2 separate regions of the Mus musculus genome follow, and region 2 is linked to region 1. The links are chromatin contacts, called in public Hi-C maps. All regions are on one chromosome and are shown on one strand. The core of a region is the stretch at or near the end of the contact, and the rest is flanking DNA. Distances in the headings are between cores, read along the strand shown.

What was found. Hi-C and Micro-C count contacts between places; a contact is called where the count stands out from the background.
Region 2: a contact with region 1 is called in a Hi-C map of cerebral cortex, with 1.5 times the contacts expected there. The contact joins two enhancer-like sites. A contact is called at or near these places in 3 of 484 Hi-C or Micro-C datasets (cerebral cortex and nephron progenitors) and 3 of 115 datasets of contacts at active chromatin or transcription factors (hepatocytes, liver and neural progenitor cells).

Annotation. Positions count from the first base shown.
Region 1 is chr13:36,443,066-36,446,399 of GRCm38.p6, reverse strand. All of the region lies in intron 6 of Fars2 (phenylalanine-tRNA synthetase 2 (mitochondrial)), which reads right to left. Among named protein-coding and RNA genes, the nearest start is that of Gm46409, 170 kb to the left of the region's middle. Within about 2 kb of position 1,514, at least 8 of the 459 cell types and tissues checked have an H3K27ac peak or open chromatin away from gene starts, as enhancers often do. A contact at or near this core is called in cerebral cortex and hepatocytes, where this site is marked.
Region 2 is chr13:36,576,558-36,579,848 of GRCm38.p6, reverse strand. No RefSeq gene overlaps it. Among named protein-coding and RNA genes, the nearest start is that of Gm46409, 35 kb to the left of the region's middle. Within about 2 kb of position 1,683, at least 187 of the 459 cell types and tissues checked have an H3K27ac peak or open chromatin away from gene starts, as enhancers often do. A contact at or near this core is called in cerebral cortex and hepatocytes, where this site is marked.

The DNA of each region.
Region 1 (3,334 bases), core at 265-2,764:
TGAGATAGAAATCTGCAGGGAACTGTTGGAACAAGAGGGAGCATCCGTACTTCCCAGGCATGGGAGTGTAAAGGAAGCCCTTACTCCTGACCTGCCCCTGGCCCCTAGGACAGCCTTGGCTGCTAGGAGGACATTTCCTCTATGGGACAGAAGGAAGGGTCCACTAGATTATCAGCCACTCAGATGGTCTCTGATCCAACCCCCTTTCTGTTCTTCCTATGTAATCGATTTCCACTTACAACATAAAATTAGCATAGAGATGAAAAGTATTCCAGAGAACTCAAGAGTGAACTGACATAGGAGACATAGAAAGTTTTCCATTTCTAAAATGAAACAAAACAAAACAAACAAACAAATCCTTTTCTTTGAAACTCCACATCTGCCACTTATTTTGTGTTGAGTTCTCAGTGAAGTTGTCAACAAACAGCTACACTGGGAAGGATGAAGAGGAGGACTGGGGTGGGGTTGGAGGAGGGATGAAGGGATGAGGGCAATGGGATGAAGTAGGATGACTAAGAGGAAAGGAGGGGCAAGGGCAGAGGAGGAGGGGTTGGGGAGGAAGGAGCTGAGGAGGCCAGATGGGGAGGGTGAGGAAGAGAGTCAGGGAGGAAGGAGCTGAGAAGGATGGATGGGGGGTGAGGAAGAGGAGTCAGGGGAGGAGGGAGCTAAGGAGGATGGATAGGGAAGGGTGAGGAGGTAGAGAAGGATGCTAGAGGGGAATAGAAAATGGGTACAAAGGAGGAGGGCTGGGGTGGGGAGTGAAGGCAGAGTAGGGCTGAGGGAAAAAAGAAGGGATGTGGTGGAGGAGGAGGAAGGAAGGAAGGAAGGAAGGAAGGAAGGAAGGAAGGAGGAGTGGGTGATACAGGGGGAGGGGGAGAGGAAGGAGGAACGGACAGAGGAGAAGGGCCTATGTGGAAAGCCAGTTTGGGATGAAAGAGGAAGGGATGAGGGGAGGTAAGGATGAGGCTACAGAACAGGGCTGGAGGGGAGGAGTGGCAGTAGAGGAAGCCGGATATAGGGGGAGGAGGGCTGGGCAGAACAGGGAGGCCAAGAGGAGGAAGGACGGGGAGAGGAGGGCTTCAGGGAGGGGAGGGGTAAGAAGGGCTGAGGAGGGCAGGGATGAGGGAAGCTGGACTGACAAGGACTGAGAGACTTATGGGGAGTTGCCAAAGAGGGAGGGAGCTCTAGAGGGCAGAGAGGGATGGGGGCTCAGGATAGGAAATATGGGCTGTGACAGGTCCATCTACAGCGGATAGTGAAGTGCTCACTGGCATGCACATGGTGGAGGCAGTCCATCCTCCCGAGTAAACAGGTACAAACCAGCTCTGGAAAAGCTGTCTGGATGTTTGCTGGGTGGGACCTGCTCCAGTTTGGCTCTATGTCTGGCTTTGGCTTTCCTGAAATCATTTCAAAGACATCTTCACTGCTCTTTGGCCAGGATTTCTCAGCTCTGGGCTGGGAGGAGTGACAGGTGTGCCCTTGCTTGCACCAGCTTCTGTGTCTTCACAGGGTTTCCCACAGTCCTCCTCTTGGCTATTTTAAGCTCTTCAGTTCTTCCCACCCTTTCTTCAGTGGATTGCTTTTGCTTTCAGGGGAAAATATTCCCCAAGTTACCACTGATAAAAGAGTCTACTGAAGGCTGGCTTTGGGATGGCTGGGAGGTAGGCCTGCCCAGGGCCAGTGTCAGGCCCTTCCAATTAGGGAAGAACAGGGTAGCTTTGAACAATGTCACATTCCCATGTTAAAGGATTCCTCTCCATATACAAACATGCTATAGAAATTCAAACATTTTATTCCATTGTTAAATGGGTTAAAGGGCTAAAACACAGGTACTTTTATCAGTGCCAGGGTGGCTAAAAATGCTTCTAGCATCAAAGGGGTGTGTGTGTGTGTGTGTGTGTGTGAGAGAGAGAGAGAGAGAGAGAGAGAGAGAGAGAGAGAGAGAGAGAGAGAATGTGTGTTTGTGTAATTTAAAGGACTAGACACTGGTTGTTGCATAGTTGGTAGATAATACACAAACTCCCATATACTATAAACTCTTACTGTGAACTCTAAACGTAAATTGTGAAAAACAAGGACCAAAGTAATTAATTACCTTTCAGAGCTCTTTGTATCAAACCAAGGAGCATCTTAAATGAAAAGGTCAACAAGTGTCAGAAAGGACAATGGGAGACTGGGAAGCCCCAGCACTGTATCTGAGCTGAGACAGAGGAGATGCTGATGGAAGCCCCAGCACTGTATCTGAGCTGAGACAGAGGAGATGCTGATGGAAGCCCCAGCACTGTATCTGAGCTGAGACAGAGGAGATGCTGACGTGCTCACTGAGCTTCCGGTCTGCTCTATGAGCTCCATGAGAATGAACTCATCTGATCCTATGGCCCCCAGGTGAGTGGACAAGTATTCTGTGTACTTTACAGAGAAGAAAACTGGATGACATTACACACTCTCCAGCCACTGCCTGCCCAACATCCAAACCCTGAACATGTGACTGGAGGGTCATGCATTAATTGCTTCTCAGCCAAGGGCTTCAAACATGACCCCTCTGCATCACTTTCTTAAATATGAAACTCTGACAATCAAAGGAAAATTACATTTATAACACCTGAGTGAAACACACATTCTTGCTCCTGCATTAGTCAAAAGCCAGCTAAGGGGTGTGACCTTGGACAGCAATGCCTCCTTCCAGGGCAGGGTGATGACTTCCATATGTAGGGCAACCACAACTTTGGAAGGGGACGCAGTGCATGGTCACTTCCATAATTCAGTTTGAATGGAAGGGACCCACAGCACTGGGGTGTTAGAATAGTCTTTATCTCCTGAGCTGCTGTCACTCACATTCTGCAATGGTGAATGAACCAAGCATCCGAACAGCAAGAAAGGTGCTCTGGGCAATGTGTTGGAAGGACAGGGAAAGTAGAAGAGGGTAAAGGCCCAGAACAGAATGACAGCTGCCAGAGATGCACAGTGGACAAAAGCATGCAGTGGAAATGGACGGATAATCCACGTAAGAGATCAGGGAAACTTAGAGTGGCCTACAGCCATGTCCAAGTTAAGTCCAAGGAGGAGAAATCACAGTAATGTCCCAAGGGACACCATGGAGGGATCTGTGCTAGAAGACCTGGAAGGGCAGATGGGAGGCCCACCCTCGTCACAAGCTCACCCCACTTTTCCAAGTGCTCGCCAACCATTTCAGATAGTCTCCAGTGCCTCCAGGCTCTCCGTGTCCTACTGTGGCCACACCTCTCACCTGTTAGTGTTGGAGAGTCCCTGCAGGCACTACAGATTAAAAACCAAGCGACCAGGTGGGATCTCCATCACTGCCCAGTGGCTCAAG
Region 2 (3,291 bases), core at 434-2,933, 130 kb before region 1:
TGAGCTTGTGTCAGTATTGTATCTGGGTATCTAGGGCCATACAGAGTGCCACTGGCTAGTACAGCTTAGACAACAGAAATATTTTCCTCCTTTGCAGAGGACTAGAAGTCAAGAGGCCAGAGCAGAGCCAGTTGGTTTCTCAGAGACCTCTCCCATCAGCTAGCTGACTCTGCCCATGTAACACACCTAACCACCCCACCTCCATTCCATTCCATTCCATCCCACCCCACCCCACCCCACCCCCCACACACCCCAGTGCTGCTGTGTGTCTCTAGGTCTCCTGACAGATTTGTTGAAATAGTCACATTCTGGGATCCTGAGGGTCAGAGGGAATATGATTCAGCTATGGTGTTTCCCTCACGTTCAATTAAGATAATTCTGTAGTGTTTCTCCCTCCACAGGGTAAATGAGTGGGCCTAGTCCAGTCAGTTGGGACCATTAAAAAATGCAGGGAAACCCTGCCTGCCAACTCCTGAGTAGTTCCATTAACCCTTCGCTGAGTACACAGATTTCAGAAGTGCCAGCCCCACAATAACATAACTAGTTCCCTGTGGCAAACAGACACACACACACACACACACACACACACACACACACTCGTTTTCCCTGACTTTATTTTTGTTGTGATTTGGCGAGGGGGGGCGGGGGAGGCGGTAACAAGGTCTCATTTTGTTGGTCTTGAACCCACAGCAGTCCTCCTGACTCAGCCTCTGGAAGGCTGGGATTATAGCAGACATCTGCCAGAAAGCCCTTGGCTGCCAAGTTAGTCTTATCTAGTAACGAGGGAACTGGGAATGCAGCCCTCATTCCAGAAACAATATGCCCAGCACAATTCAGAGATGGTGGTTAAAGTAACGCTAAAAAGCGGACAGGAAACGCACCCAGCCACAACACAACGATGGGCGCAGGGACCAAGTCCTGCCGCTCTGCAGTCCTTGGAAGTCCTGGGCTCTGCAGGCCGCCTCCCCAATGCAGAGAAGCCCAGCGCCACGCGTCCCCGCAGCCTCCACTGGTGAGCGCGGACTCCGCTGCCATCCTGCGGCTGTCTAAGGCTCGCTGGGCCGCGCGCAAATACCCAGAGCTCCCGGCTGGAGGCCAGGGGCGCGCGCCGGGCATCTTGGGGCGCGCACACAGAGCTGCCCGCACGGACTCCGCACCGCGTGGAGGGGCGGGAAGCCGCATCTCCTCAGGGCAGGCCGGCCAATGGGCGGTCTCGCTGATGCTGTAATGCTCCAACTCTGCCTTTCATTGGCCAGCTCTTCTCTGGGCTCTAACTAGTTAGTTTTTGGTTTTGAAGGTATTTTTTTGTTTGTTTGGTTTGGTTTGTTTGTTTTCTCTCCAGAAATTCAAATAAGAGGAGACAAAATCCAAAGCAAAACCGGGAGTCCCTGAGCCCTGATCTTGGGGACATAAGGAGACACCTCTACAGAGCCTTCTTGGCCTGACAAGGCCCAGGTATCTGCCAGGCTTTAAGGTCAGCAGACATAGAGTGGTTGTTGTTCATGTTTCTTACTGCCTGATGGGTCAGAGCCAAGGGTACTGGGACAGACTGGCAAGAGGGACGCACAGATTTGCAGGGAGCTGTGAGTGCCAAACTTGGCTGATCTCTGAACCGTTTATTGCCAGAGTGTATCATAGACCCAGTGTCCCATGGATCACACTCTAGAGAATGCTCTCGGAAGGACTGGGCTCTGCAGTCCTCAGTTCTCAGTTCAGCCGTGTAGGCCTTCAGACCAGGTTTCCCAGGCACCCCTATGTCAGAGCATAACCTGACTGTGACATAACCAAGCTGCCGTTTGTTTACCCACTCCCCAAACCCTACTTAACTGCAGGTTGGCCTTTAAACCATTACCGGTGCCTCCCATCCTCCTCTTTGCACCAGGTTTCTGGCTCAGGTGGTCAGATTCCAGCCAGCCAAGCTTTCAGAACCAGAGATGACAGGTCCTGGACACAATTCTGCCCAAAGTGACCCCTGGGAGGACCAAGAGACAGAGAAATAAGCGAGTGTGCTTGGTAGAGGACTCAAGTGATGCCAACTATGGTGACATCTCTTAAAAAGGGAATGACAGTCTGTTGAGAGGATCAAAGTAAAAGAGGAGACTTGACAGCAGTGAGGACGAGGCTGGAAGTACAAAGGCCAAGGCAGTGTGGGCTTGTTAAAGTAGCCATTGCCCAGGGAGGGGTCTGGGGATGCCTCTCATCCCAGGGCATTGCTCTGGGCTCTGAAAGTCAAACTCAGTCTCTTGGGAAGGAAATGAGTGTCCTCAGCCTTGGTCAGCATACATCCTGGCTACAGCCAGTTCTTGCTCCGTGCCCCCCTATGCCCACACTCACACCCCAGATGCAGCTTCCACCACCTCCCCACCCCCACCCCAGATGTGGCTTCCACACTCTGCTTGCAACCATTCAGGGAGCATTGTTTAGGCCAGTACCATATAACCAGAAGTCAGCAAGACCTTTAGAACCAAGCAGGAAGATGCAGCTTGCACGGGAGTGGGGCAGGGGTGTCCTTGAGGCTGGGCCACACAGGGCTAGAATGGCGAGAAGAGTCTAGAGGACAAGATGAAGCAGAGACAAGATGAAAGAGAAGGAGCATTCCTTGATGCGGTCCCAGTACCTTTGGGTATTAGGAGCCCTTCATTCTGGTCCCAGCTCCCCTATTTTTACTGGGGTGACCTTGGGCCAGTCATCTCAGCTGTGGCCTAGTTTCTTTACTTATAAAACAGTAGGGGAGGGGCTAAAATGGTTAAAGGCCCCTCCTCTTCAGCCTCAGTAGCATCCTCTTTTGGGGGAGGTCCTCTTAGCTACTACAGCTGGCACCACTGTTGAGAGGCTGGGCAGATGGCTGCAGATGACACAGTCATGCTCAGGGGTGGGGTGGGAGTGCTGACACCCAGGGATGACTCAAAGATGGTGCAGCACGAAGCCCTCTCCCTCTTCATCTTTGCATATACTGCTCGCTGAGACCCCAGGACCCAGTGACTAATGTGACTGTCTCCTTGAACGGCATCGGATGGTCCAGCAGCAGCCTCTGCAGGCTCCACCTCTCTCTCTCTCTCTCTCTCTCTCTCTCTCTCTCTCTCTCTCTCTCTCTCTCTGCTGGCAGCAGGCAGCAGAATTTAGAAGGAAAAAAAAAAAAAAACCAAACTCCTGCTTTCAGGAAGGTGAAGTCAGACTCCTGAGCCAGGACAGGAGGCCAGCGACAGAGAGGTAATTTTCCCAGAAGCAGGGAAAGGGGGTTGTGCCAAGGAAGCCCTGCTGTTCCTCCACCCCACAGACTCCAAGGAGAAG